Regions from separate parts of the Ovis aries genome. Here region 2 is linked to region 1. The links are chromatin contacts, called in public Hi-C maps. All regions are on one chromosome and are shown on one strand. The core of a region is the stretch at or near the end of the contact, and the rest is flanking DNA. Distances in the headings are between cores, read along the strand shown. Region 1 overlaps PLXNA4 (plexin A4). Region 2 holds the start of PLXNA4 (plexin A4).

Evidence for each region. A called contact is a pair of places that touch in the nucleus more often than the background predicts.
Region 2: a contact with region 1 is called in a Hi-C map of hypothalamus, with 8 times the contacts expected there. The contact joins the promoter of PLXNA4 here to the enhancer-like site in region 1. A contact is called at or near these places in 10 of 16 Hi-C or Micro-C datasets (hypothalamus, liver, mesenteric adipose tissue and 5 more).

What each region holds. Positions count from the first base shown.
Region 1 is chr4:97,649,766-97,657,129 of ARS-UI_Ramb_v3.0, reverse strand. The region is part of intron 4 of PLXNA4 (plexin A4); the gene reads left to right. Among named protein-coding and RNA genes, the nearest start is that of TRNAG-CCC, 17 kb to the right of the region's middle. Within about 2 kb of position 3,214, at least 6 of the 54 cell types and tissues checked have an H3K27ac peak or open chromatin away from gene starts, as enhancers often do. A contact at or near this core is called in hypothalamus and liver, where this site is marked.
Region 2 is chr4:97,942,818-97,950,181 of ARS-UI_Ramb_v3.0, reverse strand. It overlaps PLXNA4 (plexin A4), which reads left to right and starts at 3,329. Exons shown (of 33, transcript XM_042248843.2): 1 at 3,329-3,898.

The DNA of each region.
Region 1 (7,364 bases), core at 1,965-4,464:
CTCAGTGTCGCTTTGGACAAGGGATCAGCAGTGTGGGGAGCAGATGTCAGAGGTGACCCACCGTCTGCTGTTTGTGGAAGCTGCTCCTTCCCTGGGTCGGGGAATGTGTACCAAGGTTGTCACAGCCAGTGCCGTGAACATCCAAGAGGTTGTTACTGGTCTCTCTCTCTAGGAATGGGACCATGATTTAAAAAAAAAAAATTAAAATGCTTGCCTAGAACACAGACATACTGGGGTAACTGTAGATCTGACGTTCACATGGATCCCGGGTTTGACATCCTTGTCTTCGGCAGCTTGGCAGATAGAAAAATCACAGTTTGTTTTCTGTGTGATCAGACTTATCTTAACCAACCCCTGCCAAGCTCTTCCCTTGGTCAGGAGAAAGAGCCAGGGGGAGCTGAGGGCATCGTGTGTTTGAGGGGCAGCAGGGGGGCTGGGGAGGGGAGACGGGGAGAGGGAAACACCGGGGGAAAAGCTGGCCAGTGAGTATGGAGTGAGTCATGCTGGCATCCCTCAGCTGCTCAGGGGTGGAGTGGCACAGGGAGCTGAGAGTGGGCACTGCCAGGATTGGAGGGCAGAGAACAGGGAGATTTGGGGCCACAGGTGTGACAGCCAGTTGCTGGCCCTCCCTGGGGACACTGTGGGCCCCCTTTTGCTGGAGTGAGCATTTCCATCCTCAACTGAGCGCCAAGATCAGCAGGAAGGCTTTTTGTATGCAGGTTGCTGGCCTCACCTCAGAGTTCCTGATTCCAAGTTCTGCTATAATGCAGGGAGAATATGCCTTTCTAACACGCTCCCAGATGCTCCTGGTCAGGGGCCCGCACTCTGAGTCACTGCGCCAGGGAACCACCAAAGCTGACATGCTTTAAACTCTTCTAATCCAGGAAGTCACCAGGGGCTCTGTGTTAACTGGGCTTTCATACTGTGTCCAGCAAAAGAAATCACTTTATTCGTGTGAAATGCTTGGGGAAGCAAACCCTGGACCCTGAAACCTGCTCTCCTCTTTAATCAGAAGGTCAGGTGTGAAAGGAGTGCCTTTGGTATACGGGATGTGATAGATTGAATTGGATGCCCCCCAAGAAGCACTGAGGGGCTTCCCAGGTGGTGATGGTGGTAAAGAACCCAGCTGCCAATGTAGGAGATGTAAGAGACTCAGATTCGATCCCTGGTTTGGGAAGATCCCCTGGAGGAGGGCATGGCAACCCACTCCAGTCTTCTTGCCATGGACAGAGGAGCCTGGTGGGCTACAGTCCATGGGGTCGCAAAGAGTTGGACATGACTGAAGCGATGAGCACTGAAGTCCTAACTTCCAGGACCTGTGAATGTGAGCTTATTTGGAAATAGTCTTTGCAGATGTAATGAAGTTCTTTGGATGTAATTGGAAGTTTGCAGACCCGAGTCGTGTTGGATGAGGTTGGGCCCTAAATGCAATGCCTAGTGTCTTTATAAGGGAAAGGAGTGGGAGGTTTGGATGCAGAGACAGAGACACAGGGAAGGGTGCCATGTGAAGTCAGAGGCAGAGATTGGACTCATGCTGCCATAGCCGAGGAATGCCAAGCTTTGCCAGGAACCACCAGACGTTAGGATGAACCAGAGAAGGATTCTTCGCTAGCGCCTTCAGGGAGAGCATGGCCCCGCCAAGACATGGATCTCAGACTTCTAACCTCCAGAACTATGAAAGCATAAGTTTGTCACTTTCAGTGACCCAGTGTGTGGTCGTTTGTTATGGCAGCCCTAGCAAACCAGCCCCTGGGGTCTGCAGAGTTTGAGGGTACTGTTTGCTTTAGGAGCACTAGCATGACTACTTTGGTGGGGTGGGGTAGGGTGGAGTGGGGTCTTATGTCTGCTGACTCTGGGGAGATGCCCTGTTCCCCAAGCACATCCATGAGTCAGCTTCAGGTTGCTAGACCAGGAGCCCTGCTCGGAGGACACCAAGGGGGTGGAACCTCCTGCCAGAGCAATCCAGTTGGGTGGCTGGGGCAGCTGGGGGGACGGAGAAGGGAAGAGGGATGGAGAGTGACCTCTGTTCTACAAATTCCAGCCAAGCCCCTGACGGTCAGGGCTGGGGATGGTGCTAGGGCTTTCAGGACACTAGACACAAATGAAAGAAAGGCTGGGATGAGAGCTAGGCAGTCTGAGAAAACCGTCCTAAGGAGCCAGAAGTCCAGAGATCTTAGAGCACCGGGAAAGGAGCCTAAGGAAAAAGAAGGTGGTCTCTTATGGATGTGGAACTTAAACTTCATGGTGGAGAAAGGCAGTGGCAATATATTTGATATATTAATATGGGCTTCCCAGGTGGCGCTAGTGGTAAGAACCCACCTGCCAATGCAGGAGGAAATAGAGATGCAGGTTCCATCTGTGGGTTGGGAAGATCCCCTGGAGGAGGACATGGCAACCCACTCTGGTATTCTTGCCTGGAGAACCCTGTAGATAGAGAGGCCTAGTGGGCTAGGGTCCACAGTCAGACATAACTGACTTAGTATGCATGTACATATTTAATATATTTGAAGAATAAGAAACAGGTGGAGAGAGTGAAAAATTACATGAGGCTTAGGAACAGATCTTGAAGCCCTCATCATGATACCTGGGGGTGTCCTAGTTTGGGGCTCGCTGGTCACTCTGTGGACATCACCATGGGCGCTTACTCGAAGTGCAGGTTCCTGGGCTCCACTTCAGTTGAGCTGAGTGAGAATCCAAGAACACAGGGCAGGCTGCATTTTCACAGACTCCCACAAATTCTGAAAAGCATCCCTGCAGATGCTTTGTACATGTTAATAGGCTCTCCCATATGAGATAAAATTAGGGGCTCAGCAGGTAAAGAATCTGCCTGCAATACAAGAGAGAGTTCAGTCCCTGGGTGGGGAAGATCCTCTGGAGGAGGAAATGTCAACCTGCTCCAGTATTCTTGCCTGGAGAATGGGCAGAGGCATCTGGCAGATTCAGTCCATGGGGTCGCAATAGTCGGACACGCCTGAGCACAGGAGCACACAAAACAAGGCAAGTATGGAGGGATGGAAGCAAGGAGGGGAAGGGGTTTTGGAAGCGTTGTTAGCTCGCTGTCCTTCAAATCATCTTGCCCAGGACCCCTGTGTAGGCCCCCCGGGGGGGCCGGTTACACACCTTCCCCCTACGGTTGGACCATTTCTGACCAGTGCTGCGGGGCCGACGCCACCGGACTGGAATCAGCGGCCTGTTGCAGCTCTGCCACCTACTGGCTGTATGAGGAGGTGCAGAACGCAATGCTGGGTTCAGCCTGGTTAAAGACCAGCTTCAGAAAACAGACACAGCGCGCACACAGGCACACACACATGCACACACACACATCTGCACACAGGCACCCCCAAACCAGCGCCCCTCCGGCCCCCGGTGGCCCTCAGCAGCAGCTGTCGGTTCACCTGTTGTCATGAGTACAGATGTGTTCAATTTCTCTGCTCAGGGATGGATGAGATTGGAGGGGGAGAAGGGACAAAAAGGAAAGAAAGTGCATGATGGTAACCAGGGGTCCTGAAAAGACTTCCTCCTCCTCCTCCTTTCCTGTTTTCCAGAACACAGAAGGTAAAAATGTCAGTGAGAGCTATGGACATGAAGTCTGCAGGGGTAGAGAAAGGAGAGGCTCCCGGGAAGGGCAGGACAAGGCAGAGAGGGAGGGTGTGAGTCCGGAGTGGTGAGCACGGACCAGCCAGGCCTCAGACGGGCACCCCTGGGATCCAGAGCAAGTGAGCACAGGCTGACAACTCCTCCACCCCCGAGGCTCTGGCTGCTGGCCAGTATCAAGGTCTTTTCTGCCTCAGTGTCCTCTTTTGTGGCTTGAATAACTGTATCTCCTGCCTTCAGAGGGGGCTTCCCAGTTGGCTCAGTGGTAAAGAATCCTCCAGCAATGCAGGAGACATGGGTTCAATCCCCAGGTCAGGAAAATCCCCTGGGGAAGGAAATGGCAACCCACTCCAGTGTTCTTGCCTGGAGAATCCCATGGACAGAGGAGCCTGGTGGGCTACAGTCCATGGGGTCACAAGAGTCGGACATGACTTAGCGAATAAATCACCACCACACAACCTGCCTTCAGAACCCAGCCAGAGCCTGACCTTCTCCAGGCTCAGAAGAGCAGGAAAGTGGGTGGCTGTCCCCTCTCTGACTAGGAGGGCTCTAGAACCCCCAGAGTCACTCTGAGGAGGGCTGACCTCTGCCCACCTGCCTACCTGTTCGGCCACCTGCGTGCCCACTTTTCTCTGGGGATGAACTTCTGACCTTGCCTTGGCTTGGGGCTGTGACCTTACATCAAAACCACCCTGAGTTTCGTGGACCAGGTTACTTCAGGTCTTCAGGGGAAACAGATCACCAGACTCCAGCCGTTGCCAGGAGCTGCGGAGCCCTGCTTCTCCAGAATGAGAATGCTCTCGGGCTGCACTCTCCACCCCGCCCGCCTTCTCTCGGCCTCGCTCTCTCTGGTCCTCACCCCTGTCCTTGGCTCCCTTCCCTGCCCCTGCTGAAGCTGCCTGGATGCCTGCAAGCTCAGCCGGCTGGGGACAGAACCGGCTGGGAGCCTGTGGAGCCGGAGTCCAGGCAGGGAGGGCTGACCTTGGCTTGTGGTGCCCAGGTCGCTCCTCCTGAGCATGCACCTTGGACCCTGAAAATTGTGAAACCGCTGTGGTGGGAGTTTGCTCATGGATCACTGGTTAAGACTTTGCCTTCCAATGCAGGGGGTGTGGGTTCGATCCCTGGTCAGGGAGCTAGGATCCCACATGCCTCGCAGCCACAAACCAAAACATGGAATGGAAACAATGCTATGGCAAATTCTATAAAGACCTTTTAAATGGTCTGCATCAAAAAAAAAAAAAAAAAAAAACCTTAAAAAAAAGAAACCACTCTGACTTGGCAAGGGCCAACAAAACGCCAGCACTTACCATGGAGTGTGAGCCCCAGGGCAAACTTTGTTATACTGAGTCACAGACCAGTAAGTCCAGTCTAGTCCAACAAAATGCAGCACAGTACAGCACCACACTACCCAACCCAACAAGCACAGTTCAACCAATTCACTCCAACACAGCACAACACAGCAACCCAACCCAGTACAGTACAGCTCAGCACGACACAAGCAACACAACACAACACAACCCAACCCAACCCAACACAACCCAATCCAATACAGTACAGCACAGCACAACACAGACAATGCAACCCAAAACAACACAAGCCAGCACAACCCAACCCAATCCAACCCAACAAGCACAGTTCAGCCAATTCACTCCAACACAGCACAACACAGCAACCCAACCCAATCCAACAAGCACAGTTCAACCAATTCACTCCAACACAGCACAACACAGCAACCCAACCCAGTACAGTACAGCTCAGCACAGACAATGCAACCCAAAACAGCACAAGCAGCACAACCCAACCCAATCCAACAAGCACAGTTCAACCAATTCACTCCAACACAGCACAACACAGCAACCCAACCCAGTACAGTACAGCTCAGCACAGCGCAGACAATGCAACCCAAAACAGCACAAGCAGCACAACCCAACCCAACCCAACAAGCACAGTTCAACCAATTCACTCCAACACAGCACAACACAGCAACCCAACCCAGTACAGTACAGCTCAGCACAGCACAGACAATGCAACCCAAAACAGCACAAGCAGCACAACCCAACCCAATCCAACAAGCACAGTTCAGCCAATTCACTCCAACATAGCACAACACAAGCAACCCAACCCAATACAATACAGCATGACACAACACAAGCAACACAACACAACCCAACACAACACAACACAACACAACACTACTCAATCCAACAAGCACAGTTCAACCAATTCACTCCAACATAGCACAACACAAGCAACCCAACCCAATACAATATAGCACAGCACAGCACAACCCAACCCAATCCAACAAGCGCAGTTCAGCCAATTCACTCCAACACAGCACAACACAAGCAACCCAACCCAATACAGTACAGCACAGCACAACACAAGCAACACAACACAACACAACCCAGTGCAACACAACCCAACACAACCCAACCCAATACAGTACAGCACAGCACAGCACAAACAATGCAACCCAAAACAACACAAGCCAGCACAACCCAACCCAATCCAACAAGCACAGTTCAACCAATTCACTCCAACATAGCACAACACAGCAACCCAACCCAATACAGTACAGCTCAGCACGACACAAGCAACACAACACAACACAACACAACCCAGTGCAACACAACCCAACACAACCCAACACAACCCAATCCAATACAGTACAGCACAACACAACACAAACAATGCAACCCAAAACAATACAATACAGCACAACACAACACAAGCAACACAACCCAATACAATACAGCACAGCACAACACAAACAATGCAACCCAAAACAACACAAGCCAGCGCAACCCAACCCAATCCAACAAGCACAATTCAACCAATTCACTCCAAGATAGCACAACACAAGCAACCCAACCCAACATAACCCAACCCAGTGCAACACAATCCAATCCAATCCAACAGGCGTGACAAAACTAACTCAGTCCAACATAACACAGCACAATGTAACCCAACCCAATACAGTACAGCACAACACAACACAAGCAATGCAACCCAACCCAACCCAACCCAACCCAGTGCAACACAACACAACCCAACACAACCCAACCCAGTGCAACACAACACAATCCAATCCAACAGGCGTGACAAAACCAAATCAGTCCAACATAGCACAACACAATACAAGCAATGCAATCCAATATAACCATTCTAACACAACCCAACCCAACACAACCCAACCCAGCCCAACACAACCCAACCCAACACATCACAACACAACCCAGTGCAACACAACACAATCCAACCCAACACAACCCAACCCAACACAACCCCACCCAACACAATCCAATCCAACCCAACCCAACCCAACCCAATGCAACACAACAGAATCCAATCCAACAGGCATGACAAAACCAACTCAGTCCAACACAACCCAACCCAATCCAACAAGCACAATTCAACCAATCACTCCAACATAGCACAACACAAGCAACCCAACCCAATACAATACCACACAACACAGCACAAGGAACCCAACCCAACACAACCCAGTGCAACACAACACAATCCAGTCCAACAGGCATGACAAAACCAACTCAGTCCAACACAACACAATGCAATACAAGCAATGCAATGCGACATAACCATTCTAACACAACAAAACACAATATAACCCAACCCAACACAACCCAACCCAGTACAACACAATATAACACAGCACAATAAAATTAAATAGCTAAGGCAAAAGGCAGTTTCATAGCACCCTATTTACTCATCTCACTCAGCATTGATGGAACTGGGGAGGTAGGGGGCTA
Region 2 (7,364 bases), core at 2,080-4,579, 290 kb before region 1:
GGGATGTGCAGGAGCTAAGAGGATCTGTACGTCCTGCGGAAACCCACTTTGAACCAGTGTAGACGCTGTGTTTCCCAGTGACGGAGAATGGTCAAAATGACGGAGATCCTTCTGGCCCTCCCTGTAGGGTGCTATTTTTAAAAAGGTCCTCTGAAAAGCATTGCTAATCCCTTAGTTGTATATCACGCTTACCTTAGAGTCTCCAAGCACGTGGACAGCATCTTCCAAATGTCACTGCCTCCAAGGGGTAAATGGGGCAGGTGAGAAGACAGAGTGTCGCTGAAAAGGTCTGATCCACCCCAAATTATAGAACGGGCAGGTGGCAGAGTCAGGACTAGGACCCAGGTCTTTTAACATCCGGTCTACAGCACAGCTCATCCCAACCCATCGCTCTCTCCAGTGCAGAGAGTAAACACAAGTGGCTATCATAATTAAAACAAAACAAAACAAAAAAACAGGTAGGTCCAGCACTGTTGCTAATTTGACCTTTCATGTTCTTCCTTGCAAGGACCTTATAACCACCCCTCAGCACACCTTTCACCTGGTTGTTAAGTGGAAGGTTAAATGGAAGGGAAAAGAAGGAAAATGGCCCTGTTGACTACAGGACAATTGGCTGGTGGGACCCCTCACCTGCCCACTGTTGGGCCAGCTCTTTGCCTCACTCTTTCTCTGTCATTTGGCTCTGTTATTGCTCTTCAGGCACCACATGGCATTCATTTCTTTGAATGAAAATAAATGACGCCACACACTAGGCAGGAGATAAAGAATAATAAATACATTTTATTTGCTACTGCTAAAAAAAAGAGGTCTTTGACTTCCCATCCATCCATCAGAAAATGGACCTGGGGCGTACCAGCAATATTCACACACACACACACACACACACACACACACACTCCCCTCCCTCCCCTCGAGATGCATGTGCACACACAAGCTACAAGAGAAAAAATCAAGTTGTATTAAAAATACATGCTAGATGGCTGAGACTGGAAGCAGAGATGTTTTTCTCACTCCCACCCCCCCCACCTTCGGCATTTTTATGGCGTACCCTGAAAGCTGAGTGGTAAACACATTTGAAAGGGTTCCCCCTCCCTCCTGCTTTTATGGAACCATATTCCATAAGTAACCCATTAGGGTTTTCTGTGGGGCTGTCACCTCTGGGAGAGGACTGTGATGGTTTCATGCAGCAATTTTAGAGAAGATATCTTGAAGTTGGGCCCAGACCAGGGTGAGGACAGCCTGACAGGAAGGCGCCTGAGCGTGCATGCCTCCTGAAATTTTGCCTCTGGGGCGCCTGGCTTGTCTCTCCCTAGTCTGGGTCCCGCCTGGAGAAACATTTGGTCCTGGGCTTCCTCAAATCCTGATGGAGGTCCAAGAAGCAGCAAGACTGACTTATTTTGTTCTGTTTCTCTGGACTTCCGAAACTAACCTGATAGTGTGTGCTTTATCTAGAGTCTGGGATCCAGGGTTTCTGAGAAGAGAAGAGACAGATCCATGTATTAACGCAAGCTAATAAGATAAATCCTTGCTGCTCTCTGGGCCTTGCGATGCTCGGTGGAGGACCAGAGGCCCCCAGGGCTCCACTGTGTCTCCTGGAATACCCTCTCACCAAACAACCCCATGTCTGGTTTCCTTCTCACTGGGGCTTGGCGCTCTCCTGCTCATCCGGGCAGCCACCTCTCCACGGCAAAGCTTCAGCAAGGCCTGTCTGGGTGGGTCCGGCCTGACCTGAGGGCACTGTCACCTTGGGGCTTGTATAGCCCCCCAGTGCCCAGCTGGTTTCAGTCTCCCTGGTTTGAAACCCTGATCTATGTGGAAGCAGAACTCCTACAGGAAGGTATAGAAATGTATGCTGTTGTCAATCATTTCCACCCAGTAGGAAGATTCCCTGAAGATGTTTCGATGGGAGGACAGTAATGGACAGGAAGTTGCTTGCTGGCTGTGGGGGCAGAAAAGGAAAGTTGAAAACCAGACAGGAGAGAGGAAGCCAGAAACCATGGGCTCCTTTTGAGGGTCATCTTTGATGGCTGCCCATGAGAGGAGGTCCCTGGAGGGCAGAATTGATGGTGCCACTTTGGTGCGGTGGGTGGAGGTTGTAGCCGGGATGAGGGAGGGACACGCGGATGTCTCGGGCTAAATTAAGTGTGGAAATTGCAGTTTCTTTTGCTGGATGGGGCACAGTCCTGAGAGGATGCAGACAGAGGTTTCAGGGATAGAGCTGCTCACTTCCATATTTGCTCCCTGCCCCATGGATCTCTGAACCTGAGCAACGTCTTGATTGTTTTCTTTGGACTTCAGAAACCACCCTGATGTTGGTATTGTCTGTTTTTGCTCTGGTCTAGGATCTAGGGTTTTCAAGAAGAGAGGAGCCAGGTTGGCCTCAAAAGGAACAGGACTAGAGAAGTCAGGTTAGCAAGGGAAAAAAGGGCCACTGACCACCCACATTCTCTGAAACAAGCCTCGCATCCTCAGGTTCCCCGCTGGGTGTTGGGGCGGGGCTCTGATTCGGCGCACGGGTGCCTGTGTCGGTGTGTTGGCTCTGAGCACATGGGGGTCCCTCCGACCGTTGGCGCCCATACCCGGACCTGCCGGAGGCGGCTGTGTGCCCCATCTCGCGGGCGCGCCCGGCTCCCGTGCCACCAAGTACGCGCCCCTCCGCCCCACCTCGCCGCCGGCGGGATCTCCTGGTGCGGGCCGAGGGCACCAGGCGGGTCTCCTTCAACGTGGGAGCGGAGAGCGCGGACGAGGCGGCGGCGCGGGCGCTGGGTGCGGGGAGGCACCCCCTGCCCCCTCTGCCGGCCGCTCTCGGGCGGTCTAGCTGTCAGCCGAGCTCCGAGCCAGCCAGCGCGAGCCAGGGAGGGAGCGGCGGCGGGCGGCGGGGAGGGGCGGGGGCACGGCGAGGGAGGGAGGCAGGGAAGCGGGGAGGGCGGGAGGGAGGAGAGGAGGACCCAGAGAGCGCCAGGCAGCTGGAGTTTTTGCAGCGCTTGGCCGGGCTTCAATGCACAGCAGCAGCGAGCCGCGGCGGCAGCAGGCAGCCCGGGAGCTCCGGCGGCGGCCGAGCCAGCGGCGGCCCCGCTCCCTGCCCCCTGCAAACTTTGCGAGCAGCCCGCCCGGGGGGCCGGGGGCGCGCCCGGGAGGCCCGGCTCGGCCCGCGGCCGCGCTCTCCGCCGCCGCAGCGCCAGCGGCCGGCGCCGCCGCCCCGCGCCTCCCCGGGGAGCAGCCGGCGGCTCCCGCGGTCCCCCAGCCCCGGCCCCTCGGCCCGGCCCGGCCCGGCCCCCGGCGGGGGCGGGGGCGGGGGCAGCCGCGGCGCGGCCGACCGCGGGTGGCCGGGGGGTGGCCGCCGCTGCCCAGGGAGGCGCGCAGAGGCGCGGACAGCGCTCCCCGGCGGGTCCCCGGCGCTCTCGCCGCGCCCGGGCAGCGGCCCGACCGGGCGAGCATGGGCGGTGCGGAGTGACGCCGCCGTGCCCGCTTGGCATCAAGGACATTCAGCCCGCGGGGGTGGGGACGAAGGGGGGCGGCCCCGCGTCGCCACCGCAGCCCCCGAGAGCTGCCACCGCTGCTGCTCGGGCTTCGGGGCTCGGGATCTCGGGGAAAAGGGGTGCTTGGAAGCTAGCCGCATTTCCCGACCTTTCTGTTGGACATTCCGCCCACCCTGGACGCCGCCGGAGGAGCTGTCAAGTCCCGCAGGCTCTGATTTCGCCCTCCGCTTCCCTGGTCTCCCCCCCTGGGTTCCCCGCGCCTCGGTGGAGTATTCGCGTTGGTTCGGGGCTGGGCTGGAGGAGGCAGCCACACGCGCGCACACGCACACGTTCAGAGGAGGGCGAGAGGCAGCGGCCCCAGCACCATCTGCAGTGTCAATGCGGCGCTCCAGCTGAAGCAGGCAAAGCGGCGCTTGCAGGTAAGGAGCCGGGCGGGCGAGGACAGCGCGGGCGGAGATACCCGCGCGGTCCGGAGTCCTGGGCTGCCCCGGAGCCAGCCCCCTGCACGCACGCACACACACACACACGCGCGCGCACACACACACGTACACATAGGCACACGCCGCGCATTCGCACCTGTCCACGTCCCACCTGGACACCCACGTAGCTGCGGCGCGGCCGGAGCAGGTATTTCCCGTGTTCTTTCTCCTCTGACGCTCTGGGACTCAGACTTCGCCAACCGGGACTTTCGGTGGGATTCTGTGCCTTCTTGCCTCTCCCTCCCGGCTGGCCAGGTTGAGGCAGCGATCCACCCCCCCCCCCCCCCCACCTAGTTCCCAGCCACTGGCATCCCTAGCTGGTTAAAAAAAAAAAAAAAAAAAAACAGAGAAGTCATGGTCTTGGGAGACCCGCCCCTGGTAATCTCTGCTCCGTGGCCTTGGCGCACCGGGGGGTTTTAACGCTGGGACGGACCGACAGATATTCAGACAGATCTTTGGAGAGAGGGGTGGCCCCGCGCACGGGGAGGAGGCCACAGAGGCGGATGGGGCTGCAGTTCTGTAGGGCGGTGCGTATGGAACAGGCACTGCGTTTCCCCAGTAAGAGGCAGCACAACCGCCTTTCTGAAGCGAGGCAACGCTTGCTTTCCCGGGAATGCGCCGGGGTTTCAGGCAGGAAGGGGCTTAAGCATCGCTTTGGGTGTGTGGCTGGTCTAGAGAGACTGTATGGGGCCGGATCCTCCGTAGAAGGTCTAACCTACTAGTATCTCCAGTCAGTGGGCAACAGCAATCCTACACGCGCCGGGGGCTCCCTAGCCTTTCCGCTGCACTGTGCCCGGGGAAACATGAGGATTGCTTTCCCCTGCCTGCGCCTAACACCTGCCACATGCCTTTCGAGCTGTGTGTCTGAGAAATAGAATTAGAAGGGAGATGGAAGAGGGCGCACTGCAGGAAGGGAGGAGGGTCCCCCCACCACCACCTTCATGACCACCTCAACAGTGCCCACCCTACAAAGAGGCCAGGCATTCTTGGGTCTGGCAGCGTCTCCCAGAGCCAGGCTGCTCCCGACATGTGGAACCGCCTGTGGTTCAAGGCTCTATCTCCCTTAAGCTTGTCCTTTTTTTTTTTTTTTTTTTCCCTCCCTGGCTGGAGTGTCACAGGCTGCCCATTTTCAAACTTTTTCTGGAGGAGGTGGGAAGTGATAGGGTTCCCCAAGTTGTTTTTTTTTTCACAGTTCCCATTTGGGGATCAAAGACCAACCCGTTCAGGGCTCAGTTGTAGGGAGCAGAATGTGAGATCCATTACAACAGCAGTTGGGAGTTGAATATAGATTTAGCGAGGTTCTGTGTTTCTGGAGCTGTCCCTTTTGGCATAGCTTGTTGGGCAACTTGGCAAGAAATGGAATCAGCTTGTACTCTCTATACAAGATCATGTGTTCAGTGTGTCCTGCAAACCCACCAGTGGGAAAAATATGTTGGGTGTTTTCCAGAACATTAGGGGGAAGGAGGCAACATTCTTTCGAACAAGTGGGCTTCAGTGCTGGGCACAGGATTGGGCTGATTCTGTAAATACTGAAGATGGGTGCTGAACTAAAGGGCCCTCTTCCTACCCCCATCTCTCTGCTATTTTCAAACTTTTTTCAGCTCCTGCAAAGGTCTCCGGTTAGGCTGGGAAGGAGAGAACCAGACATCCCCCAGAGGGAGATTGTATTCCCCGCTGTGTGCTGTGTGAGCTGCTCTTTGATTGATTGAAAAGGATAGATGGAATAAAGCAAAGCTCTCACAATGGGGAGAACCCAGTCGGGAAAAGAGATATTATTCCCTTTTTAAGAATGGTGGGTGTGTGTACACGCACCTAGATATACGCGCGCCTTCTCAAAAAGCCTTGCTATATGTGGTCACCTCTTTCAACCACATAACAAAGGTTGACAGCGGGACCCATCTCTATATCTTTGAGGTTACGGGAGAGCCTTAACATTTCGCACGCATGCCCTGTGTGTGCGTGGATAGGGAGGTCCTACGTATGTGTGGAGCAGCACATGGTTTTCTTCAGAAATAGGGAGCACCAGCGACAGTGGGTGGCTCCCAGGTAAACATTCCCTCAGGGCACCTTAAAAGGACAGAAAGGTGGGGTCCAAGCTTCCAGAAAGGTCTATGTGCCTTCCAGGAGAAATCTCTGCCCCTTTCTCTGCTTCCTTCCCCAACCACTTTCTTTTCTTGATTATTTGCAGCCTCAGGATCCATCACATTCACACCAAGCCAGCAGTCACTATGCTGGTGACAAGCTTAACATTTTTTTTTTTTTAACGTGGGTTCAAAAAATCCCCACTCTTTCGGAACTTAGTGTTAGGTACCAATTTGGTTTCTAGGACAAAGCAGGCATTAATTAACATCTGTGTAAAGCTCGCTGTACATCTCATTTTTCCCTGGTTCTCTGGCCCAGCCCTGGAGCATGTCACGTTCCTTGTCACTCTCCCTCTCCACCAGCCCAACAGTAGCCTTCCAGTTAAGTTCTCTGGGTGGGGGAGGGGCTTCCTCATTGCTCGGAAGGGAGTCCAACTAGCTTCTCTGCAGACCCTCGCTGCTGCGGGGCTGTGCTCCGGGCGCTTCTGCTGTCTGCTGTGGGCGCGCGGCGTGGCTTGCCGGCGAGCCCTTCCTTCTCGCTGGATCCAGCTACTGCCGGGCTCGCCTCTGTCCTCCCAGCCCATCATTCTGGATGCCCACCGACGCTCGGGCAAACGTTTCCGGAGAAATCCGAGGCCGCCAAGTTGTTTCCTTTCTGCGTTTCTGCACCTCTCCCTCCCCGCGGCCGCTGTTCCTCGCAGACAGGGAAGTCTGCGCCGCAGAGTCTTCCTACACTTGGCTTCCCGACCCTTCTAATCACGACGAAGGCTGCTGGGAATTAAGTCGGGGTGGGGGGGGAGGGTTGTGTTTTTCTAGCGCCGCAGCGGTCCTGAAGTGGAGAGAGCGCTCAGGGGGCGGGGAAATCACCCGCTCTTAGCTCCTAGTTATCCCTAAGCTTTGATGCAAAAGAAATCGCCGCCCATCTCTCTCCTCCTAGCCAGCTAGGGGGCATTTTTCAGTCGTTTTTCTCCCCATCCTCACCCGGAGAAGCCAATTCACAGACAATGCCACTTCAAGACCTGTTGGGGTGGCTTCAGCGAGGGGCTGTGATAGGGTGTCTGCCCTGCAGAAAACCCGCCGAGATCCAGGCTGGGATGCGTCTGGGATGCAACACGCGTGCTACTCTTTCTCGGCTCTCTTCTCCTCTTCTTCATCTGTGTCCAGCGCTGCCCGATGTAAAGCCGGCTTGGACCCTCGGGCAGTGGAGCAGGGCTCACCTCCCTCCCTTGACACCCCCTCTTCCTCCCCCCGCCCCGCCACTTTCCTCCCATCCCCACCCCTCCCCTTGCCAATCCACCTCGTGGCTTCGTGCACACATCCGCCAG